Regions from separate parts of the Ovis aries genome. Here region 1 is linked to region 2. The links are chromatin contacts, called in public Hi-C maps. All regions are on one chromosome and are shown on one strand. Each heading gives the region's core, a stretch centred on a gene start, on an enhancer-like site or on the middle of the called end of the contact. The rest is flanking DNA. Distances are from core to core; before and after follow the strand shown.

What was found. Hi-C and Micro-C count contacts between places; a contact is called where the count stands out from the background.
Region 1: a contact with region 2 is called in a Hi-C map of liver, with 5 times the contacts expected there. The contact joins two enhancer-like sites. A contact is called at or near these places in 2 of 16 Hi-C or Micro-C datasets (liver and tail adipose tissue).

What each region holds. Positions count from the first base shown.
Region 1 is chr20:31,751,049-31,756,055 of ARS-UI_Ramb_v3.0, reverse strand. It overlaps LOC101106806 (cytidine monophosphate-N-acetylneuraminic acid hydroxylase), which reads right to left. Exons shown (of 15, transcript XM_060403435.1): 14 at 3,613-3,728; 15 at 1-1,202. The coding sequence ends at 1,010. Among named protein-coding and RNA genes, the nearest start is that of RIPOR2, 39 kb to the left of the region's middle. Within about 2 kb of position 3,740, at least 8 of the 54 cell types and tissues checked have an H3K27ac peak or open chromatin away from gene starts, as enhancers often do. A contact at or near this core is called in liver, where this site is marked.
Region 2 is chr20:31,619,906-31,624,887 of ARS-UI_Ramb_v3.0, reverse strand. The region is part of intron 2 of LOC101106806 (cytidine monophosphate-N-acetylneuraminic acid hydroxylase); the gene reads right to left. Among named protein-coding and RNA genes, the nearest start is that of CARMIL1, 55 kb to the right of the region's middle. Within about 2 kb of position 1,742, at least 1 of the 54 cell types and tissues checked has an H3K27ac peak or open chromatin away from gene starts, as enhancers often do. A contact at or near this core is called in liver, where this site is marked.

The DNA of each region.
Region 1 (5,007 bases), core at 2,491-4,990, 130 kb before region 2:
GATATGTGAACATTTCACAAACACAACATTTGATTATCCATTGCTGATGTCAGTAAGGCATACATAGTCTCTTTGGTATAAGCTTCATGTTCAAGATACAGCATCAGTGAATACTTGAATTTTTCATGCAGCTTAGTATCCCTGTGAATTAAAGATATTACTAATGAACAGCAGTATGAAACTCTTTTCAGTATTTATTCAGTTTTTATTGCACTGAGGTGACTTTTTATTTTTAGTCTTTTATTCAGGTTATATAGTCTATGATGCTTTAAGGTAAGTGAGACTCTAGAGCTGGGCTGTAAACTGAAATGACTCTCCTCCCAACTTTTCATAGATTCACCCTATGAGTGGTTATAGGTCCCATGATTCTCCTGTTTCTTTCATAAGGCTGTTATGGTCAACGTTTATTGTACACTTACCGTGTGCCACTCACTCTTCTAAAAAGGCCTGAAGAATACGACATAACCCCATGAGGTAGGTGCTATTATTATGTTCACTTCATAGATGAAAATCGGAGACACAGATTCCCCAAAGGTCACAAAGGAGGTGACAGAACCAATATTTTAATTCAAGTGGTCAGTTTCCAAGTCTCAAGTGTTGACCACCATACGCCTGCTTCCTTCCTAAGGCAACTTGGAAATGCGTGCATCGACCTCCCAACAGCTGAGATCTTCATCTCTGCTCCCTTTCATTATACAGCTGTCCTTTCACCTATCTTTATTCAGATCTGCTCCATCAGTAAGACCCTGGACTTGGCAATCCCTCCTTCAGCTGCCTCCTTACCTTTAACGCCTCCCACTTTTTCACAACTACAGAACCTCCTCAGCATCTCCATTGAACCTCCTGACTCTTTGTTCTCCCGGGGCCATTCATGCCTCATTCCTGCTTTCCCTTCCTTCTCTGCCACACCAGGAGGACCTGCCATCGCTCTAATTCATCTTATATTTTCCAACCTTTTAACTTCACTCACTCCTTCCGTCTGGATTATTCTATCATCTCTCCCTCCATTTCAGCTTATTAAATATATCCCCCAACCTTCAAATGCCAAAAACAAATGTGATGGGATGGATATAAATGTGTCTCCCAGATCCACAAGCTGCTTTACCTGGGAGATCTCAGGTCCTCTCTCCCCACAGTATATTAGGAATGACTTCCAGTTGGGCGGTGTTAGGGGGAGTTTTATTTGAAAATGGTTCCAAAACCTGTAAAAGGGATAAAGCAGAAAAATATGTTTGGGGAACGTCCATGCCCGTTGTTTTGCCAAGATCTGTCTGGTACCTGGTACTCTGCTCTCCCTGAGACAGCAATTCTTGTGCCGTTTTAGATATTTGTGTATTTTCACATTTCCAGTAAGTTGAATGCAGTCCCTTAAAACGTGACAACTGTGTCTTATTTTTATTTGTCTGTGATAGGCCTTGCTTTAAGGAATTAGCATATGTAAAATATAGATTTGTATTCTATACACAAAAGCATTAGGACCTAGCATTGGAGAGGGTGCAGGTAAGCAGGCTGGTACAATATTTCTGAGAAGGTGAGCTGCCTTCCTCAGAACAATCTGGCAGATGCATCAGAAGTCTACACGCTGCACGTGTGTTGGATACTAGCAGCTCCACTCCTAGGAATTTATCCTAAGAAACCGCTATGAACGTATGCACGACACATCAACAAGTTTATTTGCCAAAACGTCATTTCAAATAATGAAAAGTTAGAAACTTACAGGGTGCATCAGAGACTGCTCAGTAAACACGTAGATACAAAAGTATATATAGTACTGTCCCATTTTTATTAAAAAAAAAAAAGTGCCTGTGACGAAAGATTAACTAGATGTGTGTGTGTTAGTCGTTCAGTCGTGTCTGACTGTTTGTGACCCCATGGACCATAGCCTGCCAGGCTCCTCTGTCCATGGAATTTTCCAGGCAAGAATACTGGAGTGGTTTGCCATTTCCTTTTCCAAAAGGAACTAGATACCAAAATACAAATTGCCTCTCTGGATGGTGAGGTCATTTGTTGTTTAAATGGTATTTTGTTTTAGAAGGTTTTTTTTTTAATTAAACATGAAAAAAAAATTTCCTGCAGTAGATATGTATTGGTTTTATGACCAGAAAAAAAATTTAATAAACTCATAAATGCCATTTTGAGAACAACAAAGATAAATTGGGCTGTGACTGCTTTCTAAGATTTATTATGGAATTCTCTTACACTTACACTTCTCTTACATTTATGACCTGTGTTATCAAAACAATACACCAAAATAGTCTTCAGCATCAGTATCCCAGAAACTTCCAAGTGAAAGTGAAAGACTCTCAGTCGTGTCCGACTCTTTGCGACCCCATGGACTGTATAGTCCATGGAGTTCTCCAGGCCAGAATACTGGAGTGGGTAGCCCTTCCCTTCTCTAGGGCATCTTCCCAACTCAAGATGGCATTATTTTTTTTAAAGAAAAGTAACCTTCAAGTCTCCCCCAAAGTTGCTACATTTCCTTTCTTTCCAGAACAAGAAGTATAAGTGCTGCTGAAAATGAGCAAAACTTGGAATGTTTTTTAGCAGGTAAAATATTTGAGGTTGATCTATGTGTCCCAACACTAGGGACCCCAAAGATAAATTAATGAGTAACAATGCAAATTACATATGTACTAGGATGACGTTGAAGAACAACAGCAACAATAACCTCCCGTCCCCAACTATGTGGGACGTTTTATTGAGAACAAATGAAGTTAATGAAGTGCTGATGCACTCAGAAATAGGCCTGGGATGATACACAAAGTGTTACCTGGGAGAGTGGGTGGAGGGAACAGCAGAAAACAGATACAGTTTTCAGGGAAGTGTGGGTGGGGTAGGTTTATTTCTTTTTATTTTATATACTTCTACATTCTTTAAATGTTTTAAAAATCATTTCAAAGCATTCAAAAAGAAATAAAAAAGAAAATTCAAGACATGCCTGTGCTTTTGAGCTCAAGGCAGAAATGAGATAGTAGGCTTTGCTTGTTTAAGATTAAATTCCTGAACTTTTCAGAAGGTCAGTGGTAATGATAGGAAAGTATTCTCCCTCTTGCTGTTTATATTGTAAATATGAAGATAGCAAGTGGGCCTTCCTAACCCTTAACTCAGCTAGTCCAATGATAGTCTCAAAGACATAAACAGTTTTGCAATGAGAAACTTGCATGGTTTTAAAGTGTAAGCAGGTAGAGATTCAGAGGGCCATTCTCCTTAACTAACTAGCTCACCAAAGTCATGCTCAGAGCTGGGCACTGACAAAAATGTGAGATGGGAAATGATTGTCTTCAATGATCAAGTCGTTGCACATAAACAACCCCTCCTTGTTCCTGTCTCGGCCAGGCACGTTTTTTCTCTCTTAAAACGCCCTTCCCTTTCCTGTACCAAGAAAGAGACTTTCAAAAGACACTGAAACATATTTGCATGAATGTAGAAACGACTCTTTAAAATGTTATTTTTCTAACGAAATTCGCTTTTCAACAGATTAACAAAGAAAGTGCTGATGGTGGAATTGCACACACCCATCAAAATTTGGGGGCAGAGTCAGCCACTGACTGCTTATACACCCACAGCATCCTCTGCCGTTGCCTAGGGCATGGCAGGCATTTTCAGACTTACAGATGATGGTATATGTCAGGATCCCGCTGGAGCCGGGTTTGGAATCCTATATACAGGTCGTCCCAGAGCAGGCCATTCTTCACCACGTGTCTGATGACGTCAACCCGGCTCCGAATCTGAAACAGATACGGAACAACTAGCAGGGACGCCCCAGCCAGCACAGAGCATCGGTACCAACCCCTTGTGTCCCTGAAAGAGGCAGCTGTCTATAAGGCAGGGGTCTGAGAAGTCAAGGAGAAAAGCCTACTGAAGTTGACATCACAGGCTGAGGTGGGGAGAGGACATCTGAGTGCCACAGAAATTGAAGGAAGGAAAATAGGAAGTGTATCCGGAGCTGGGGGAGCAGAGTGGGGAGGTGGGGGCAGAGTGACAGAGAGCACAGACAGAATGAGATTGCTGGGCTCAAATCCATGGTCTAGCTGTGTGATCCTGGCTACCATTCCGTGCCTCAGTTTCCTCATCTATAAAATGGAGATAATAGACCGTCCCTCAAGGGACTGTGGTGAAGATTCACTGAGTCAATGTACATAAAATGTGTAAAACAAGGCCTGCCACTGAGCAAGAGTATCTTAATTCAGTGGCCAAGGCCCTTACCTTTCAAGAATCCCAACTCCTGACACAGGATCTGTTGACTAGTCAAAGGTGCCCAGGGTTAGGAGACAAGCAGAGATGGCTTTGAGTCTCAGCTCAGCACTTACTAATCATGTGACCTTAACCTTGCTAAGCCTCGGTCTCCTGTGTTACTGTTGTGAGAAAAAAAGAGATATTTATGAAATAATTTTAAAAAAAAGGCACAAAGTAGTGTGACGGGAAGTTACTAAGGTTGGACATGGTTTTAACACTTCATTGGCATCCTTTTTCAGTATCTGGCATTACATTTTTTCTCCTGATAAATATGCTAATGCCAGTAGAGGCAACTTTATCACAAATGACAAAATGATCAGAAGACTGGTGTTTGGATTTATTTCTCTTTCCCACACCATCGTGACAAAACAATGACATCCACTGTGAACTGAGAAGGCAAACACAGGTCAAAGGATCTCTTATTTTGCCAACAGAGACTCAGAAACATGACTTTGCAGCTTGTCAAGTTGAGGACTGCCCAGCTAAGGTGCAGTATCAAGATCGAATTCCTCGCAGTGGAGGAGAGAAGGTCTTTCATGATCTTTCAAACTAGAGTCAAGCACGTGGAAGAATCAGGCAGGCTTTGAGAAATGTTTGGACTATAAAATGGAAAGGTCTTGGTGGTTTGATTAGATCTGGGGATGAGGGAACAGGGAAAAGGTGAAAAGCTCTGCTTCTAGCTGGAGTCACTGGTGGGTTGGGGAGAGGGGGCGGAGGTGCTAACATTGCCAATGATCAGACAGAAAACAAGAAAGCGCACTTTTAAGAGAA
Region 2 (4,982 bases), core at 493-2,992:
GCAAAGAGTCGGACACGACTGAGTGACTGAGCTGAACTGAACTGTGATGGCAGCTTCACCATCTTCTATTAACTTCTCAACTCTGTGCTGTCTGGAAATGTTCTAACCAAGGTTATAGATGATGTCCTCGTGGAGAACATTCTCAGTGCTTAGTTTATAGGGCGTCTCTTTCACAGGAGGAACCACTGATAACTTTCTTGGTATCTTCTATCATTTTCTGATCTTTCCTCTGGCCTTCTCCATGGGCTACTCTTCCTTTTTATAGCTTAAATGTTGGCCCAGCACCCAGAAGGATTCTTATGTTGCTCATTAGTTGATGGGGAAGGAGTCTGTTGAATTGAATTTGACTACAATTGAGTCATAAAGTGAATTGTATGAAAAAGAAAGGAAAAGTTTGTGGAACCCAATTAGCATTAGAAAATGGCATAAGAATATTATTTTCTAATATTTATTTTATTATTTATTTATTTGGTTGCACCATCTTATTTGCAGCACATGGAATCTTCATGGTGGCGTGTTGGGTATTGAGTTTAGTTGCGGTTCGTGGAATCTAGTTCCCTGACCAGGGATCGAACCCAGGCCCTCTGCATTGGGAGTGCAGATTCTTAGCCCCTGGACCACCAAGGAAGTCCCCTGTTGAGGATATTCTTGAGAATACTATTCTAAAAATGTGGACACAAAGTAGGTATGGAACCCAAATTGCAATACATAGAGAGAAGGTGATATTGTGAGAGAGAAGATGCAAGTGTTCAGAGACAGAGTAATGTTATAAAAATGAAACTGTATTAGGATAATTTAATAGAAGGTAAAATAGCTGCTTGACAAGAAAGAAAACTGGGAAGCACTGTGCTATATAAATTATATTTGGAATGTGTTATGCAGCCATTTATCATAACCCATCAGGATCATTGAAATACAAATGGTGTCCTTTTTATTAGCTCTGGTAGGCTTCAGCTTCAAAAAACATTCAGATTGTGTTTGCACTACATCCTAACAGGAAAATCAATCAGTTCACTAGATGAACATTAGCTGTGAAACACAGTAGAGCTTCCAGGTGTAAAATGTACCTGGTGTTAGACCAGATTTTCCTTCCCTGTAGATACTTGACTCTTTTTTGGGGAAAGGTCTGCCCTTGTTCAGCTTTCATTCATTTGACTACAGTAGCATTTCACTGCAATCCTATTTGTTCTCAGAATTTAGGGTAAAAAAAGTTCCATCTTGAGATATGTTCAAGAAAATGAATCCAAGAAACTGCCAGAAGAACTAAATGACAACATTTTGATACCTGTTCTAAAGCCCCATGCTCTCCAGTATGGTAGCCATAGCCAGTGTGTCTATTTAAATGTAAATTAATGAAACTTTAATAAAATAAAAAAATTCATTTCCCCAGTAGCACCAGCCACCCTTCAAGTGTTCAGCTGTCACATGTGACTGCTTTATTGAACAGTACAGATATAGAGCATTTTATTATTGCAGAAAATTCTACTGGGCAGTATTGCCCTAGACACACAAACACACACCATAGTTATCAATCAAGACAGCAGAGCCAAGAGACCCTGGACCCAGGAGAAGCACCACCACCCTGGTACCCCAGGTGGTAAAGCCAATGACGCCAGGAGCAGCGGGGCACCAACGACTCTGGAGATACAAGCAGCGATGAGGAGGGCACACTTCTGACAGAGGTGGTGGACTGTGGGAAGTGTTGACTCTCGATTATCAAGAGGCAGCGCAGCTAAGAGAAAGACAGAACTTGTGCTGTAGCACCACCTACTGGAAAACAAAAGAAAGGCCTCTAATGGCACCCCACTCCAGTGTTCTTGCCTGGAAAATCCCATGGACGGAGGAGCCCAGTGGGCTACAGTTCATGGGGTCGCTAAGAGTCGGACATAACTGACCGACTTCACTTTCACTTCTCACTTACATGCATTGGAGAAGGAAATGGCAACCCACTCCAGTGTTCTTGCCTGGAAAATCCCATGGACAGAGGAGCCTGGTGGGCTGCCTTCTATGGGGTCTCACAGAGTCGGACACAACTGAAGCAACTTAACAGCAGCAGCAGCAGCAGCAATGTTAAAAAAAAAAATCTTTACCGCTACTGGTGAAGAACCTGCCTGCCAATGCAAGAAACACTTAGAAAGATGATAATGATGACCCTATAATGTGAGACAGCAAAAGAGATGCAGATGTAAAGAACAGACTTTTGGACTCTGTGGGAGGTTAGGGTGGGAAGATTTGAGAGAATAGCATTGTAACATGTATATTATCATATGTGAAATAGATCACCAGCCCAGGTTTGATGCATAAGACAGGGCGCTCAGGGCCCGTGCACTGGGAGGACCCTGAGGGATGGGATGGGGAAGGAGGTGGGTAGGAGGTTCAGGATGGGGAACACATGTACACCCATGGCTGATTCATGTGAATGTATGGCAAAAACCACTACAATATTGTAAAGTAATTAGCGTCCAATTAAATTCATTAATTAAAACAACAACAACAACAACAAAAAGTCAGTTCACTGTGGTCTAGCAGGAAAAACACATCATTTTCTCTTCCTGTTAAGAAAGAAAGGAAAACGTTCTTTAAAATGAGTGGCATTTCATGCAGACAGGCACAAACAGTAGCCTGTCACATGTACATCACATCCTTTTGGCATCACTAGGCTTTATGTCTGTCAATTTTCAATCATAAGGAAAAAACACAATAAATCTTTTTATACAAACCACAAAATATGTAGAAGTGAGGGGAATAAAGCTGTCAAAATTTCAACAACAACAAAAAAAACGTAAGAGATACAGGTTTGAACCCTGGGTCAGGAAGATCCCCCTGGAGTAGGAAATGGCAACAAACTCCAGTATTCTTGCCTGGAGAATCCCATGGACAGAGGAGCCTGGAGGGCTATGGTCCATAGGGTCGCAGAGAGTGGGACACGACTGAAGCATGCTTTTACTGCTGAGGCCTGGGTTGGAGAACTAAAATTCCACAAACTGTGCAGTGTGGCAAAAAAAAAAAAAAGGTATTCACTATTTCAAATGTGCTGGCAGAGAAACAACTCATCAAGCATCATGAAGAACTATAGTAAGAGTGTATCACAAAAAAGAAAATGATGATCTTCCAGAAACCAAACTTAAGGTCACAGAATGTTGTAATCTATCTGAGAATTCAAAATAGCTGTCATGAAGAAACTTAACAAACTACAAGAAAACTCAGGAAGGCAGTTCAGTGAGTGCAGGAATGAAATTAATGAACAGAAGAACTACTTTACCAAAGTGATTGAAACTAAAACAGAACCAACAGAAATTCTGGAGTTGAAGAACTCAACAAGATGAAAAATGCATTAAAAAGTTTTGGAAACAGAGCAGATGATACGGAAGAGAGAATTGGCAAGCTCAAAGATAGAAATCTAAAAATGATACAGGTAGAAGAGGAAAGAGAACCGAGATCTTAATAAGTAAGGAAATTCTACGGGAATGATCCAACTCTTTTAGGGCAGTATTAGGATAATAGGTACTCAGAGATGAGAGGGAGAAGGGTGCAGAGAATTTATTTAAAGAAATAATCACTGAGGACTTGCCAAACCTAGAGAAAGAACAGGATATATAAGTTCATGAAGCTAAAAGAACAACTAGTTACCTCAATGCAAAAAGACCTTCTCCAAGACAAATTATATGTAAGAATTAAAGATTTTAAAATTTAAAAAAAAAAATAATAAAATAAAAATTAAAAAAATAAAAAAATAAAAAAACAAAACAAAACAACAACAAAAAAAAGTCAATGACCAAGAATGAATTTTAAAGGCAGCTGGGGAAAAGGGTGATAACCTATAGAGGAACCCCAATTAGGCCGTATGCAGATTTCTTAGCAGAAACTCTGTAAGCCAGGAGAAGATGAAGTGACCTTCTCAAAATACAGAAAGATCCTGGAAACCAACAGAAATCCAGGAACCCAAACCTAGGACAGAACAATTCCCTTGACCGCATCTAGTGGAGAATAAGTATTTATCGCTAGAATGTGCTGAGTGTAATTTGTGATACATACATTCATGCTTGAGTTAAGAGTTTAGGAAAATGTACCTAGTTCTCCTCCCATGATATATGTTCAGTTACTGTCAGTGAATGGCAGTAACATAAAATTTATGAAATCCTGAATTAAGGAGCACCCACCCACTTCCTGCTGAGTGAGAATCATGACCTACTCAGCGGACAGTGGTTGGAATTCTAGTGCCTAGAATGCACAGACTAGTCAAACAGCATAAACCCACTTTAGCACCTACTTAAATCAGAATCATCTGGGGAGCTTGTTAGATACACAGATCTTTAGGACCCATTGCACAGCCACTGACTCTGGGTTTAAGGATCTGTTTGTCAGCAACTTCCCCAGGTGGCTGAGAGACAAACAACCCCATGGGTAGGGCTTATATTTCATAACAAGTAAACAAGAGCATCCCCTCTAAAAAAGATCCTAGATTCCTGACCTTTCTAAAAGAGATGAGCAGGAGCCTCTGCCCTGGATCCTGCCCTTAAGGCTCCAAGAGCCCCAGAGCTGATCTCTAAAGGTCTAGGTCTTAAGCTAGACCCTGGGTTTTCCCAAATAGATGGAAGAAAACATGCTTCCACCAGGACCTTGGGATGACCACATGGAGGGCCCAAGAGCTCCAGCCTTCAGATTTTAACTCCATCCACACAAAGGAACTCCATGGCTAGAATGCTGGGGAGATGGCCTGGCCCTCCCTACCATCCTGCATGACGGGAATGCCCTCTGAGACCCTAAATACCCACTCCAGACATATTACTGAAAATGCTCAGGGATGGAAGGACCTACCTCAAATGCTGGGGAACAAGGCTTGCTATGGAGTTCTTTCTTCTTTTTTTTGTTTGTTTTTTAACTTATTTATTTGACTGTACCAGGTCTTAGTTGTGGCACTCAGGAGTTTAGTTGCTGCATGTGGGCTCTAGTTCCCTGACCAGGGATCAAATCTGGGCCCC